Regions from separate parts of the Rattus norvegicus genome. Here region 1 is linked to region 2. Evidence: chromatin contacts called from public Hi-C data. All regions are on one chromosome and are shown on one strand. Each heading gives the region's core, a stretch centred on a gene start, on an enhancer-like site or on the middle of the called end of the contact. The rest is flanking DNA. Distances are from core to core; before and after follow the strand shown. Region 1 overlaps Plpp1 (phospholipid phosphatase 1). Region 2 holds the start of Slc38a9 (solute carrier family 38, member 9).

Region 1 (6,674 bases), core at 4,044-6,543, 150 kb after region 2:
GCTTCCCTTCCCATTACTTTGTATGTATGCACATATGGGTCTAACATGTGTCTAACATGCTCCATAGCATCCATGTGGAGGTTGGAGAGTACTGTGGAGTCAGTTCTCCCGTCGACCTTTATGTGGGTTCTGGGGGTCTAATTCAAGTCAGACTTGCACAGCAAGCAACTTTACCTGCAAAGCGTCTTATTGGCTCACATCAGCTTCTGAATGCAGATATTAGGGATGTGTGCCACCAGGTCAGGCTTAGTGGGATCACTTCTTTTTGAGGGGAGTGGGAGGAAGACCAGCTAGGGATACCAGTTAGAACATGAAGATAATAGGTTGTGGAAGTTTGCTGATATCCTACTTAGGGGATGCAGTAATCAGAGATAAAGAAAATACACTAGATCAACGCTAAAGAAACAGTTGACCCTTACTTAGAAATAACCTATTTGAAACTTATAGAGAAGTAACCTATTTAAAGTTGGACATGGTGGTGTATTCCTGAAATTCCAGCACTTAGGAGGCAGAGGCAGGCAGTGAGACTTTGTCTCAGAACAGAAAGGATAGCTGCATTGTGTTGGTTTTGTAAAGTAACTGTTACCAAGTTCCATGGAAGGAGATTGAGATTTAGAGCCTGGAATTCAAACTTTGAGAATTTTGCTGTGTGGGTTTTCTTCTATTGGATCACACTACTGGTTGGTTCTGTATGAATAGAGCACTGTCTGCTTCAGATTTGTTAGGATTCAACAAGACTGTATGTAAATAAACAACCTATTTCTTAGGTTTGCTCCATTCCAATATGTGCTCCTTTCCTTGTTTCTTATGGTTAAAGGTATTTACTATATAGTTGTGATACTGAATGCTTACTCTTAGCCTTAAAGTAATTCACAGGAGTCCTTCCTTGGTCTGCTTATCCATGTATGAAGCAACTTGAGGTCAAATATACATTTACATATATATAAACTGGATACATGATTTACTTCCATAATAACCATAACTTTAAAAAATATAAACATTTCTTGTCCAGTATATTTGTGTACATTTTCTAAAAGTGTGTGTGTGCGTGTGTGCGTGTGTGTGTGTGTGTGTGTTGTAAACAGTGTACTAATTTAGATATGCCAATTTGGTGACTTCTTACTAAAGTGAAGTTTTTTATATTTCTGAGACACTAAAGTTAGTAAATGTTATTTTAGTTTCTGAACCTTTGCCACTTGGTGTAATTTCAGACTAAACGCACTACATGTAAATGCTCTTAAGATTTGAAAGACAGTTTTAAAATTTGGTGGTATGTAACCTATACTGGGTCTCAGGGTGTGAAGTCCCAGGTCTGGATCTCATTTGTGTTTTTATCCTCTCTAGAAGTTGAAGGCTGGACTTTTAGCATGCTAGGCAAATTTTCCTGAGCTACCTGTATTTTTTTATAGATTCTTGAAATTTTTCTACACATATTTTGAGTACTAAGATGAATCAAGTCAGTCTGATTTGTGTAAATTTGGTTAATGAGCAATCTCCTTAAAGATTTTTAAATGTGCTCTCAACTGCTACCCTATTAAACTCCTGAGGCGTTTATGTATGTGTACTGTGGATGACTTCTCTAGAGTTTTTACAAGCATTCTAATTCCACAGCTTGATCAAAGACTTGCTGTAGCAGTGAACATTGTTACTCATAGGAACACAGGCCTTCTGTGGATGGAAGAACTGGTTTCTTTCTTATTGCTGGTAGAGAAGGCTTTCTTGGCTCATGGAATTTTGAGGGTGGTCTTGCTGAGTCATCTTGGTAGTTCTCTCATAGAAGTAAGTTAACAAGCTGTTCTTCCTGAATATATAATTTTAATTTAATATGTAGACAAAATCTTATAGATCATATCTTTAACCCAGAGACTACTCTGGAGGCTATGCTTCAAAGAGGAGCGTTCTGCCTCATAACTCTCCTGCACTGTCCTCTGAAGCGTGGTGACTGTTGACAAGACAGTGTGTGGAGTTAGCATTTGATGAAGTGTACCTGTGACACTGCAGTAGATTTTCCAAATTCAAAAATGACCTTTTCAGGTGGGTGTGGGAGCTCAGGCCCATGATCTGCACTAGGAAGCATGAAGTGGGTAGATTGCTGAAGTCCCAGGCAAGCCTGGGCTATGGAACGGTGCTGTCTCACAAGGAACAATATATCTTTTAAAGCCTTTGTGGTGGTACATGCTTATAATCCTAGCCATGTGGAAGGCTGAGGCAGGATTGCAGTTTGGGGTCAGCCTGGGCAATGCAGTGAGAACTCATTTTTAAATGGTTCATTACCTTTCAACCATACATTACTTTTCACACTGCTGCCTTTTCTTTCCCCTTCTTTGTCTTTTGATTTTGGAAATTCATGACACTTCACTGTATAAATATTGATACAATCTACTTAGTTCCCCATTTTGCATATTTAAATCATGAATGATATAGAATACAGTCACTTGTTAAGTTGTAGTTTTTTTCTTTTAAAATATTTTGTGATTTCCAAATTTTCTAAAATCTATTCATGCTTAATTGATAAACTCTAAAAAGACCACAAAAGAAAATTTGTTGTAATCCTGCTGCCTGTCACCCAGAGATGCTAACCCTTTCAAGGTTGTGGTGACAATGTATCTTTCCTGTGCTGTTTTTATATCCATGTGCCTGTTTTGATAGTGTTCTTTACATAGTCTTAAATTGGTTTGGAATTTGCTACATATTCTAAGCTGACCTTCTGTTAGTAGAAGTCCTCATCCTTCTGCTCCAAGTGATGGGATAGCAAGTGATGTATACCACCATGCCCAACCCTTCTTTTAAACAATGATTGATTTTGAGTGGGGCATGATGGTGTACAGCTTTAACCCCAGTACTTTATAGGCAGAGGTAAGCAGATCTATGTGACTTCAAAGCCAGCCTGGTCTACATAGTGAGTTCCAGAACAGCCAAGGATATGCAGAGAGACTCTATTTCAACTCCCCTCCCCTCAAAAAACACAATAACAAAAGATTTATGTGTTGGAATATTTTGCTTGCATGTGTGTGTGTGTGTGTGTGTGTGTGTGTGTGTGTGTGTGTGTGCGCGCGTGTGCGCGCACACTGCATGCCTGGTAGTAAGGCTGGAGGCTGTCATTGATTCTCTGGAACTGGAGTTATAGCTAGTTGTGAGCTATCATGTGGATGCTAGGAAATGAATGAGTCTTCTGGGATAGCAGCAAGTGTTCATAACCATTGAGCTATTTTTCCAACCTTTTCTCTTCTTGATCCTCCTCCTTTTCTTTTTGTAAATACTGGGGCTGGAAAGACACTAATGACTCTCGGTTAAGGGCTACTCTTCCTTACAACACAGTTTTAATTCCTAGCACCCACATGGTGGCTCACATCTGTAACTTCAGACCCAGGAGATCTAACCTCATCTAGCCTCTAGTAGGTACCGTATGCACTTGATTTACAGATATACTTGACTACAAAGTGCCCATACAGATAAAAGAAATACACTGTGTGTGTGTGTGTGTGTGTGTGTGTGTGTGTGTGTGTGTGTGTGTGTACCATGATGTATATAAGGAGGGCAGAGGACAACTTAATGGGATCAGTTCTCTCCTTCTGCCATGTAGGTTCTGGTTGTCAGGCTTGTGTGAAAAGTGCCTTTATTTGCTGAAACATTTTGCTAGCCTATTATCTTGTTTTTTACTTTATGTTTTAAAAATCCTTTTAACATATTGTGTGTGTGTGTGTGTGTGCGCGTGAGTGTGACTTCCCTGGCTCACACATGTGCGCATGTGTGTGAGTGACTGCCCTGGCTCACATGTGTGCATGTGTGTGAGTGACTGCCCTGGCTCACATGTGTGTGCATGTGTGTGAGTGACTGCCCTGGCTCACATGTGTGTGCATGTGTGTGAGTGACTGCCCTGGCTCACATGTGTGTGCATGTATAAGAGTGACTGCCCTTGCTCACATGTGTGTGCATGTGTATGAGTGACTGCCCTCGTTCACATGTGTGTGTATGTGTGTGAGTGACTGCCCTGGCTCACATGTATGTGCATGTGTGTGAGTGACTGCCCTTGCTCACATGTGTGTGCATGTGTGTGAGCGACTGCCCTGGCTCACATGTGGAGGAGGTGAGAATACAGCTCTTGAGTACTGGCTCAGTCCTTCTCAGTCAGGGTTTCCTTGCTGAGCCCCCTCACAGGCCCACATTTGAATCCCAGGTTATCTGCAGTTCCCGCTGCATAAACCATCCTTGGAGAGACTCTGGAATCCTCAGGTACCTTGGTATCTCAGTGTACTCTGCTCTATCCTGTCAGCCTCTCTACATCTCGATAACTCCTGCAACATCGGATCAGACCAGGCGAACAGATTAGATAGCGTTGGAGATGGTGGATCTGATAGCTTCTATGAATGCAAGGATTACAGAGGCCTTTTACTTAGAGAGATAATTGCAGTATTTGAGTTAAGCATTTGGATAGATTTGCATATCATAGCAAGAGACCAGAAGAGAAAGATTAGGGAAGAAAGCATTTTTTTTAGATAAATCTTTACTATGCCTGGGATTTTATCCATAACATTTCTGGGTGATAGGTAAATATTACTCATACTAGATGAGGAAACTGAAATTAGGAAAGAAATGTGCTGATACTCATTCAAGTAGTTTCTGGTAATGTGCCAGAAGCAAATTAAGACAGGCATATCTGACTACCCAGCCCTGTCTAAGACTCCAACCTGCTGCACGGAAGCAAGGATTACAGGAGCGTTGGAGTGGACTCGCATGACAAGCTGACCTCTGCCGGGTCGAGGGGTGAGGTCCCTGTAGGGTGGGATAGGTGCAGCACGTGTGGAGCTGGGATGAAGCTTCCGGCAGGCTGCAGTGGCGTTTCTGTTGCTTTGTGTTGATACACAATCTAAATCTCTGTGTTGGCGTATAATGAACTTAGGTTAGAAATATTAAAAACTTTTATTTTTATTTCTTTATTTCTGTGTGTATGTGTTTGTGTGTATACATAAGTTTATTTATGCCAGTGCCCAAGGAGGATCAGAGGGGCATCAAATCAGGGGAACTGGCATTACAAGTCATTGGGAATGTACGTAGGTACTGGGAACTAAGCCCAGGTCTTCTGCAAGAGCAGTGTGTACACATAATCTGTCCAGGCCCATAGTTAGTCAATGTAGAATTTAGCCTTGTAGTTGCTACAGAGTCAGAATAGAGAATTGGTCAGTTTTTCCATAAGTCACTGGTTTATTATTTTTTCACACTTCTCCTTTGTAATCTACTTCCCCCACTGCCCTCTAGCTGTGGTAACCACTGAGCTGGTCTCCATCCTATAATGTCATATAAATGGAATGTTGTCATATAATTCATATAAATGGAGTTACATGGTGTGCAGCCTGTTGAGTCAGCATGATGCATTTCTGATAAGCTGCCCATTTATGGTGCACATGTTCTAGTACAGTTTTTCAAAATGTGTCCATATTATTCTCAACTCCAATTCCAGCTCTGTAAACAGAATGTTTTTGGTCTTATTAAATTATAGCTCCAAGTCCCAAAGAAATCCTAAGTAGATTGCCCTGAGAGTGCCCAGAGAAGGGAAACTAGAAATAATCACACACCCTTAGTCATTTCCCTGCCTCTTGCATCCAGAAAGCCACATGGAAAATTTGCTACTGACTCTGTGACCTTAGGCAGCAGGAAAAAAAAGAGAACAGCTGTTAGCATAGGGGAGTGGAAGGAATGGGTGTCCTTGGCCAGTTGGCCTGTCATGTGCTTTTCTGAAAGGAACAACAGGTGACCAGCAGGTGTGAAAAACAGGTGAGCACTCTTCCCACCTCCCTTCAACACTCACTCTCTCTCTCTCTCTCTCTCTCTCTCTCTCTGTGTGTGTGTGTGTGTGTGTGTGTGTGTGTGTGTGGTGTGTGGTGTGTGAAGCACCCTTCTGTAACAGCTTTAGAAAATTTTGGCTTTGCTTTTGTGTTCTTGTGATCCTGTGGGTAGATGATCTACCATGGAGCACATCCTCAGCCCCACCTCTGGGTTTCTTTTTAGAGCTGTTTAAATATATGCCTAAAAAGATTGTAGGTATGAGGATGAACTAAAATGCTCCAAAGTTGAGAATATTGCTGAGAATTATGGACTCAAACCTATAAAATGGAGAGGCAAACAAATGACACCCCCCCAATAAAAACCCAAAACCCAAACCTTTGGTAAGTATCACTTAAACAAACTCTTTTCCTTCCGTGCTTTTCCTCCTTTGTTCTAATGAGAGGCGGGGTGGGGTGTGCAGAGTAATTCTCACAGTGGAATCAAGCTAACCACGGAGAGGCAGTGCTGCAGGGCAGTGACCAGAAGGCAGGTGCCGGGGAGCCCAGGGTGGTTTGCTCGGTTACTCTCTCATTGCTGAGCCAGTGCTCTGTCACACTGTCCCCTCACACCTGCCCTTTCCAGCTCTCCCTTGAACTAACTCCTTGTTCTGAAGTACAGCTTTCACCAACTTCTCCCGTGGTCAAGAACACGTGTTGAGGGCCAGCAAGATGGCCCAGTGGGTAAAGGTGTCTGCTGCCAAGTCTGAGGGCTTGAGTTTCTGCTCCAGAGCCCATGTAGTAGGAGAGAATCAACTCTTGGTTTTCCCGTGACCTCCACACACAGTGAGAAACAGCAGATAGCAGTTGATCAATAGGAGGGTGCGTCATGTGATCTGGAAGGATACGAAACTA
Region 2 (7,096 bases), core at 3,934-6,433:
GCTTTCTTTTTATACCTCCTAATGTGATAGCCACTAACTAGCCACAGTGCTAAGGAGATGTAGTTTCCTTGTGAGGGAGTGAGGCCCCTTTACTCCTTGTACTCTGCTCTGAGGGGAAACTCACAGTCTTTACTTTAGGTGGACCTTGATCTCTGTTTGTTTCCCTAAGTCTCGAGGCTTTGAAGTCATCAGTTCAAATTCTGAAAAAGCAGCCATTCCCTGCAGCCATTCCAGTGTTTCTTTTCTTTGCTGCCAGCTTACCTGATTTCATTCTCTCTCTCTTTAAGCCTTTCAAAAAGATTTTTAAAAATATTCTATTCCAGGATTGGCTCCAAATAACTGACTCTTTATATTCCTGGAAAGGAATTGTCTCACTTACTTTTCTTTAGGATGAAAGAGAAAAATGTCAAGTTAGTAATATTTCTGATAAATGTCAATCATATACCCCATTTAAGCCCTGATGGCTTTACACCTATAGTCCGTGGCTTGCTCAGCAGTGGGAGACCAAACTGGGTAACAGTGAGCCGTCTTTGAAAATGATACCAACAGCAAATCCCCATTCTTCTCTATTTTGCTTTCATGCAAATATATTAAAAATAGTAAAATGTTTTTAAGACTAAACTAAATTACCTTTTTCTGGTTCATATAGGACTGCCTTCCCCAGTGCCTGGAATCTGAGAAAAAATGGCAAACGTGGATAGTGACTCTAGGCATCTTATCTCTGAGGTAGAACATGAAGTGAATCCCGGACCTATGAATATCCAGTTTGACTCCTCAGACCTAAGATCTAAAAGGTAAGGTCTTAATGTGTTTATTTCATAATTAGGGCTTCTAACAATTAAGATATAATACATTACAGCCCAAAAGATCAATAGTATTGATAGGGAAATAATCGTTTTCTTACAGAATTTTTACTCTGATGTATATGCATATGGTGACACGAATCCTGTGCCCTCGTTTACACATTTTCGTGTCTTGGAATGAGCGTGTCTGCTATCAAGTAGGATGCATTTATGTAATTGACTCAAATATCTGTGATTACCCACTTCACGCAAAGTAATCCGATGCTAAAGATAGAAAAGGAATAGCCTTTTACCTTCACTTAATTTAAATACCAGCAGATAATTTAAAATAATTTCAGATTAAATAATTTTTCAATTTATAATTGGAAACCTCAAGAGAATCTTTAAAAAAAATAAGTAGAAAAGAGGACTAGTGAGTGAGTTCAAGAAAATAGTTACTGGGTTGAGAGATGCTGCGGTACAATGTGTGATGTGCAGAGGTGAGGACCGAAGGCTGCATCCCAGCTACCACATAAGCTGGATGTGAGCCTGTGCACACCTAAGACACAGTGACGGAGTGGGTAGAGACAGGAGGATCACCATGACTTGCTGGCTGCCAATCTGATTGAAAAACAAACAAACAAACAAACAAAAAAACCAAACAAACAGGAGTTCCAGACTAAGGAAGACCCTGGCTCTTAGAAATAAGACTGAGGATAATTGCCCTCCTCTGGCCTCAGTGCGTGAACATATTTGCGGGCACACATACACAAAGTGGTTACTTACAAAATAGGAAAAAAGAAGACCAAAAATGGCGGCACACACCTAGCAGTTAGCACTCAAGAGGCAGAGGCAGGAGATTGGGGCCAGCCTGGGCTACTTAGTGATACCTTGTCTATTGGAAAAGAAAAGAAGTAACACGCCAAAAAAAAAAACAAAAAAACAAAAAAAAAACAAAAAACCCGAGGCACTAGAGAGATGGCTCAGCAGGAAAGGCTCTTGCCACTAAGCCTGACTACTTGGGTTAGCTCCCCAAGCCTCACATGAGAGAGGGAGGAACTTACCCAGTGCCAGTGTTCTGACCTGCATATGCACAATAGCACTAGAGTGTTCTCACACTGAGTAAATGAAGGAAGAAAGTTATAAAAAGTTTAAACGAAAAATAAATAGTCTTCCGGTGAGGAAATGAGGTAGAAAAATTTATAAAATATCCTTAAAGTAGTTTTAACAGGAATATGCAAAATCTGCGAGAAAAACTAAAATGTTCCTGAATGATGCAAAATGGGATTTGGAGTATTTCATCAAATCTGAGATGCTCTTGGTTGTAAATTGCATTTAGAATATACAAAGCTTGGCATAGTGGTACACGCTTTTAACCCCAACACTTATAAGGTATAAACAGGCAGAGTCCTATGGGTTTGAGGCCAGTCTGCTCTAGAGTGAGTTCCAGGAGAGCTAGAGCTACGTACTGAGACCTTGTCTTGAATGGTAGGTAGGTAGAGGTAGACGGACAGACAGACAGACAGACAAAGAGGGTCTGGAATGAAGCTCAGTGGTTAAGAGAACTGGCTTTTCTTCCAGAGGACATGGGTTTGATTCCTAGCACATACATACATGATAGCTCATAACCATGTGTAATTCCAATCCCAGGAGATCTGACTCCTTCTGTCCTCCATCAGCAGTAGTCGTGCCCATGGTGCACAGACATTCTTGCAGACAAAGCACCCAGACACATAAACAGACCATTTCAAAAAACCCAACGCACAACACACAGGCGTACACTGCACACTGTCTGTGGGTATTATACATGTAAAAACCTGGACTTGGAATTTTTGCTTTCTTTTCACTGAAAGAACTCTTGACCATATTGTGTGTTATTTCTCATTTGTCTCTTATAGAACTATAAACGTTGATCATAGAAACAACATGCATTGGTTAAGACATTATAACACCTCACACTTAGAAAACCTGATTCTTCTGGATCACTTTTTGATTTGGTCATCAGACATGTTGTGTGTCCCTCCTGCGTGGACAGTTGTGAGAGTGGGTGACTTTGATGACACAACCTTCCTTGATTTTCTCCAGCAGCTCTGAGGATGCTCGCAGATCCCTGTACTTGTACTGTCCTGGTCTCACCAGATGGTGTCAGGAGAGGTCTTCTCTTACGGATCCCAGTCCTTCCTGAAGTGGTTCTGTGGTTTGACTGAGGTGGCCCAGGATGGCAGTTATTTGTCACACACCACTAGAGGTAGCCATCATACCACCACCCGGCCAACAGTGATTCAGACATTGGGTGTTAAAGATTATGAGGTGTCCTCATTTAGAAACGTTTAAATGTATATATTAGAAAAGTATGTTATCAGTATCAGTATGACAGAAAGTCATCGTCTACTCCAGGCAGGAAGAATAAAATTGTAATCCAGGGGGCTTCAATCCAGGAGAGAGGTTCTGCCAGTGAAGTATTTATCATACAAACTTGAGCACCTGAATTTGGGTTCCAGCATCCATATAAAATCCAGGAGCTGTGGTGCATACCTGTAATCGCCACACTAGGGAGGCAGGGCTTCTGGAGAGCATTGGCTAGCTAGCCCAGCCAAACTGATGAGCTCCAGGCTAGTGAGAGACTATCACAGTAAATAAATAAGCAAATGAATGAATGAATGAATGAATACACCACCTCAAATATGCCAATAAATGAAGGAGAGGGAGAGAGAGAGAGAGAGAGAGAGAGAGAGAGAGAGAGAGAGAGAGAAGCAGTTCAAGTAGATACCTGATGTGCTCACAAATGCATACATACACATGTGCACACAGAGATGTGCACCCAGAAAAAAAGAATTTTACCCACAAAGTTCGTGTGATCCTACACTCAAATCCCAGCAGTCAATTCTGAGGTTTCTGTGCATCAGCGATCTCACTGCTACACACACTGCTTTACGGTGTCAGGCGGTGTGTACACAGGGTCATGTAAGTTGCTAAGAAAGCAACTAAAATGTGTTTTCTTCCAGGACTGAAAACTTAATTATGGCATATTCATACAGTGGAATATTTTTCATCTAAAACAAAGGAGGTGGCCTTATGATATAACAAAATGGAACAACTCGTTATTTTGTTGAAAGGAAAAAGTGAAGTGCAGAGCAGTATCTGTAGTCCGCCACCATTCATGTACAGTCAGTTACTGCATTGTAGACCATGCAGTATATGTAGATGAGGTCTGGGGAGGGCTCAGATGGCTGAGAGGGACCGCACAGCTGAGGTAAGGGAGCCTGGTGCAGTGTTAGCAGATAGTCAGCACCTAGTCATTGCCACCCTCCTTCCTGTCAGCGGAGGGTTAGTCTGCTTAAGAGCTGCAGCAGACAGATGACAGTGAGCTGAGCCTGGCAACCCATTCTTGTATTGTAACCCATTGTAACCCCTTCTTCAGATACTTGATTTTTCAGTTTTTCTTGTAGCTACAACTGGAAGTGTAAAATTTATCCCTGAAGAAGTCGTCGTTAACAGTGGCTATCAGAAGAAATAGAGAAGTTGGTAATGTTGATTCTTACTGGTATATTCCAGTCTCGGTGAATGTATGCATTTACAAATGCTGACAATGTTCAGAGTTTTCTTGAAGCTTCCAAGTTCTGTGCTAAATAATCGGCCACTGTGACAATAAGACATAGGTCATTAAAGTGCATTCCATTACAATGAGTTGGCAGGAGTTCAGTTCCTCGAAATTTTAATCTAACAGGGTATATTAAATGGAAATACATTTTCTGTAATGAAACTTGTGAACGGGGAGAATCCGCTATTTTCAGTCCTGGTGTAACTGGTAAGCACGAATGAACCACTTGTAAGACCTTAGCAGTCCTTGCTTCTGCTTGTGGGATAATCTCTGCTGGAGAAAGCAGGAACTATTTGATGAGAAAAAATATGTGAGTACTTTAAACATTGTTTCTGCTGAGATATAGATTCTCCCACTTTACATGTAAATAAAACTTAGATGACTAGTACCAAGCTCCAGTCCTTTGAGTCCCTGTGCTCTGGTGCCACCCTGTATGTGTGTGTAGTATAATTTGATGTTTCTTACCAGTCTGCTCCCCTTTCCAACTGAATTCATTTAGCTCCCTGTCATATCTGTTAGACAAGGACTTTGGTGTATTTATACTTTTCTGATTTACATTGCCACATATATCATCCAGTTAGCGTTCATGATGGCGGTGTCCCAGATTATCTTACATTTGGGAAACTGCGGCTGTAGGATGATAGGAAACAACCTTGGATGTTTGAATATTACTTAGCTTGTGTTATTTTCCTCTCTCCCACTAGGGGGCAGTCGAATCTTAAGTTAGTTCAGATCTTAGTCTCTTAACTGGCAGGCAAGGACTGCAGGCTTCTCATTTTTATGAGGTAGAGTCTGAAGCAGGTGGAGGAAGGGCTTTGACATTGGAAGATGCACGCCACAGGCGTGTGAATCATTTAGGCGCGTTATAGATAAGTAAGGCCCCTTTTCCTTCAGCACGCCTCCCGCCAGTGCTGTTTTGTCATCTGTTTTGGGGTAGAATGAACAATAAAATGTAAACGGAAGGGCAGAAAGGTCTAGAAGCCTCCTGTGTTCTAGTCGATACATTCTATTGGGAATTAACAGGCTTTTCTCAGGCTTTTGGAGACTACTAATGGAGCTGGTATTCAGGATTGCTTCATGTTTCCCTACTGCTCTGTGACTATGCCCTGGGAAAGCTGACCTTCCCAGCCAGCCTACAAAGTTATGAAATGGTTAATTTTTAATTTTTTTTCCAGTTCTGGGTATTGAACCCATGGCCTTGTGTACATTATGCAAGTACTGTACTGTGGCTTGGCTCAGTTTTTAGCTTTCCCCTTCTCTGTGTGTCTTTCCTTGTTTTCCCTTCTCCTTTTCCCAGAGTTCAGGGCTTTCCTGTGACTCTTTGTAGGCCCAGGGTTACTCTGTAAGGCCGGAGCTCCCTGAGGCTCCACCCCCTAAGCATGCTCTGTACACACACTCTTCTTCTACAGCGTGGTTACAGGGCCCAGCTGTCCTGTTCTTGCAGGGCTCTGTGGCCCACTTGGTATTAGAATGGAGAATAATCTGATGGATCAGAAATATAATCTATTACATTTATATGACTGTTTTCATTTCAACACCAAAAAGTCTCAAAATACCAAATCCTAACATTCAAGCTTTTGCTATTGAGGGTGTTGGTCATGCTCCGAGAAACCACTAAGATAGAATTGGATGTTTCAAATACAGAGCTTCCTCGTGCCCTTGGACCATGTAAGGTACATTATGGTGCCTTGCTGTTAGAGTATCTACCAGTCTGTGTGTTTGTGAAGCAGCCTCTCTATCTCTCCTCCCACAAATGCTGTCACTGTAGATCAGCCTAACTTGATAGGTGGGTATTTGTGGCTCTAGGAGAGAGGAAGACTCAAGCAGTTTCCAAAGGCAAGGTAAAATGTTTAATAGATGTTGGCTTATGGCGGCAGTTGGAAGTGGTTACCTGGTGCTTGATGATTTTATAGTTCTCGATTATATAAACAACAAAAATGAGAAAAATTCAGGCAGTGGGAGACAGTGTACTTAGCATGTACAAGGCCCTAAATTTGATCTTAAACTTCCTAAAAAGAGGAAAGAGGTAGGGGAAAAAAGAGAAATTGATTTTCCCAGGAGGGCTAGTGTGCTAAGCCACCACAGATTACGTAATGAAGAGCTTGCCACCAAGCAGTCAGATGGGCAGGACCTCCATTGTCACTGGTACCACTGCTCTGTATTACGCACTTCATCAAACCCATCTGTCTCCCATCTCCTCTGCTCCTTTCTCTCCTGCCCCCTCCCCAGCCCAGTTTCCTCCGTACTTTCCCACTTCTCCTCTTACTTTTGGCCCTCAAAGAAGTATATTTTTGCCAAATGCTTAAGGAAAAAATTCTTGATCTTAGCATTAGAGGCACCTTATTTATATGTGACTTTGTTACGTCATTAGATTATGCTTTTTCTAGTCTCATTGGAATCCTCTTAGTCTCTTAAATTCTTTGTTCCAATGCCTTTTTCCTTCTCTTTTCTCTCTTTAAACTTTTTAAACTTTTCCCCCTCGGTATCTGCTCACCTGAGTTTTAGCTCTTTAGATCTCTCAGCTCTGGGGAGTTAGCTTGTCTGTTTTGTTTTCAACCCACTCCTGGGAAGTCAGTCATACTTCATTGCACTTTCCCCCTCTCTCACTGGGGAGCCTGGGAAGTGAGAGAAATCTGAAGACCAAGGGAGCCTTTGGGCTGTGACTGACGCTCTGCAGGGTCAAGTCAAAGAGACTTGGTTGAGCAGAAAAGGT

Evidence for each region. A called contact is a pair of places that touch in the nucleus more often than the background predicts.
Region 1: a Hi-C map of liver shows a contact between it and region 2, with 4 times the contacts expected there. The contact joins two enhancer-like sites. A contact is called at or near these places in 3 of 12 Hi-C or Micro-C datasets (the A7r5 cell line and liver).

What each region holds. Positions count from the first base shown.
Region 1 is chr2:46,188,243-46,194,916 of GRCr8, forward strand. All of the region lies in intron 1 of Plpp1 (phospholipid phosphatase 1), which reads left to right. Among named protein-coding and RNA genes, the nearest start is that of Plpp1, 19 kb to the left of the region's middle. Within about 2 kb of position 5,294, at least 12 of the 93 cell types and tissues checked have an H3K27ac peak or open chromatin away from gene starts, as enhancers often do. A contact at or near this core is called in liver, where this site is marked.
Region 2 is chr2:46,035,413-46,042,508 of GRCr8, forward strand. Slc38a9 (solute carrier family 38, member 9) reads left to right here and starts at 656. Exons shown (of 14, transcript NM_001035251.1): 1 at 656-794. The coding sequence starts at 685. Within about 2 kb of position 5,184, at least 6 of the 93 cell types and tissues checked have an H3K27ac peak or open chromatin away from gene starts, as enhancers often do. A contact at or near this core is called in liver, where this site is marked.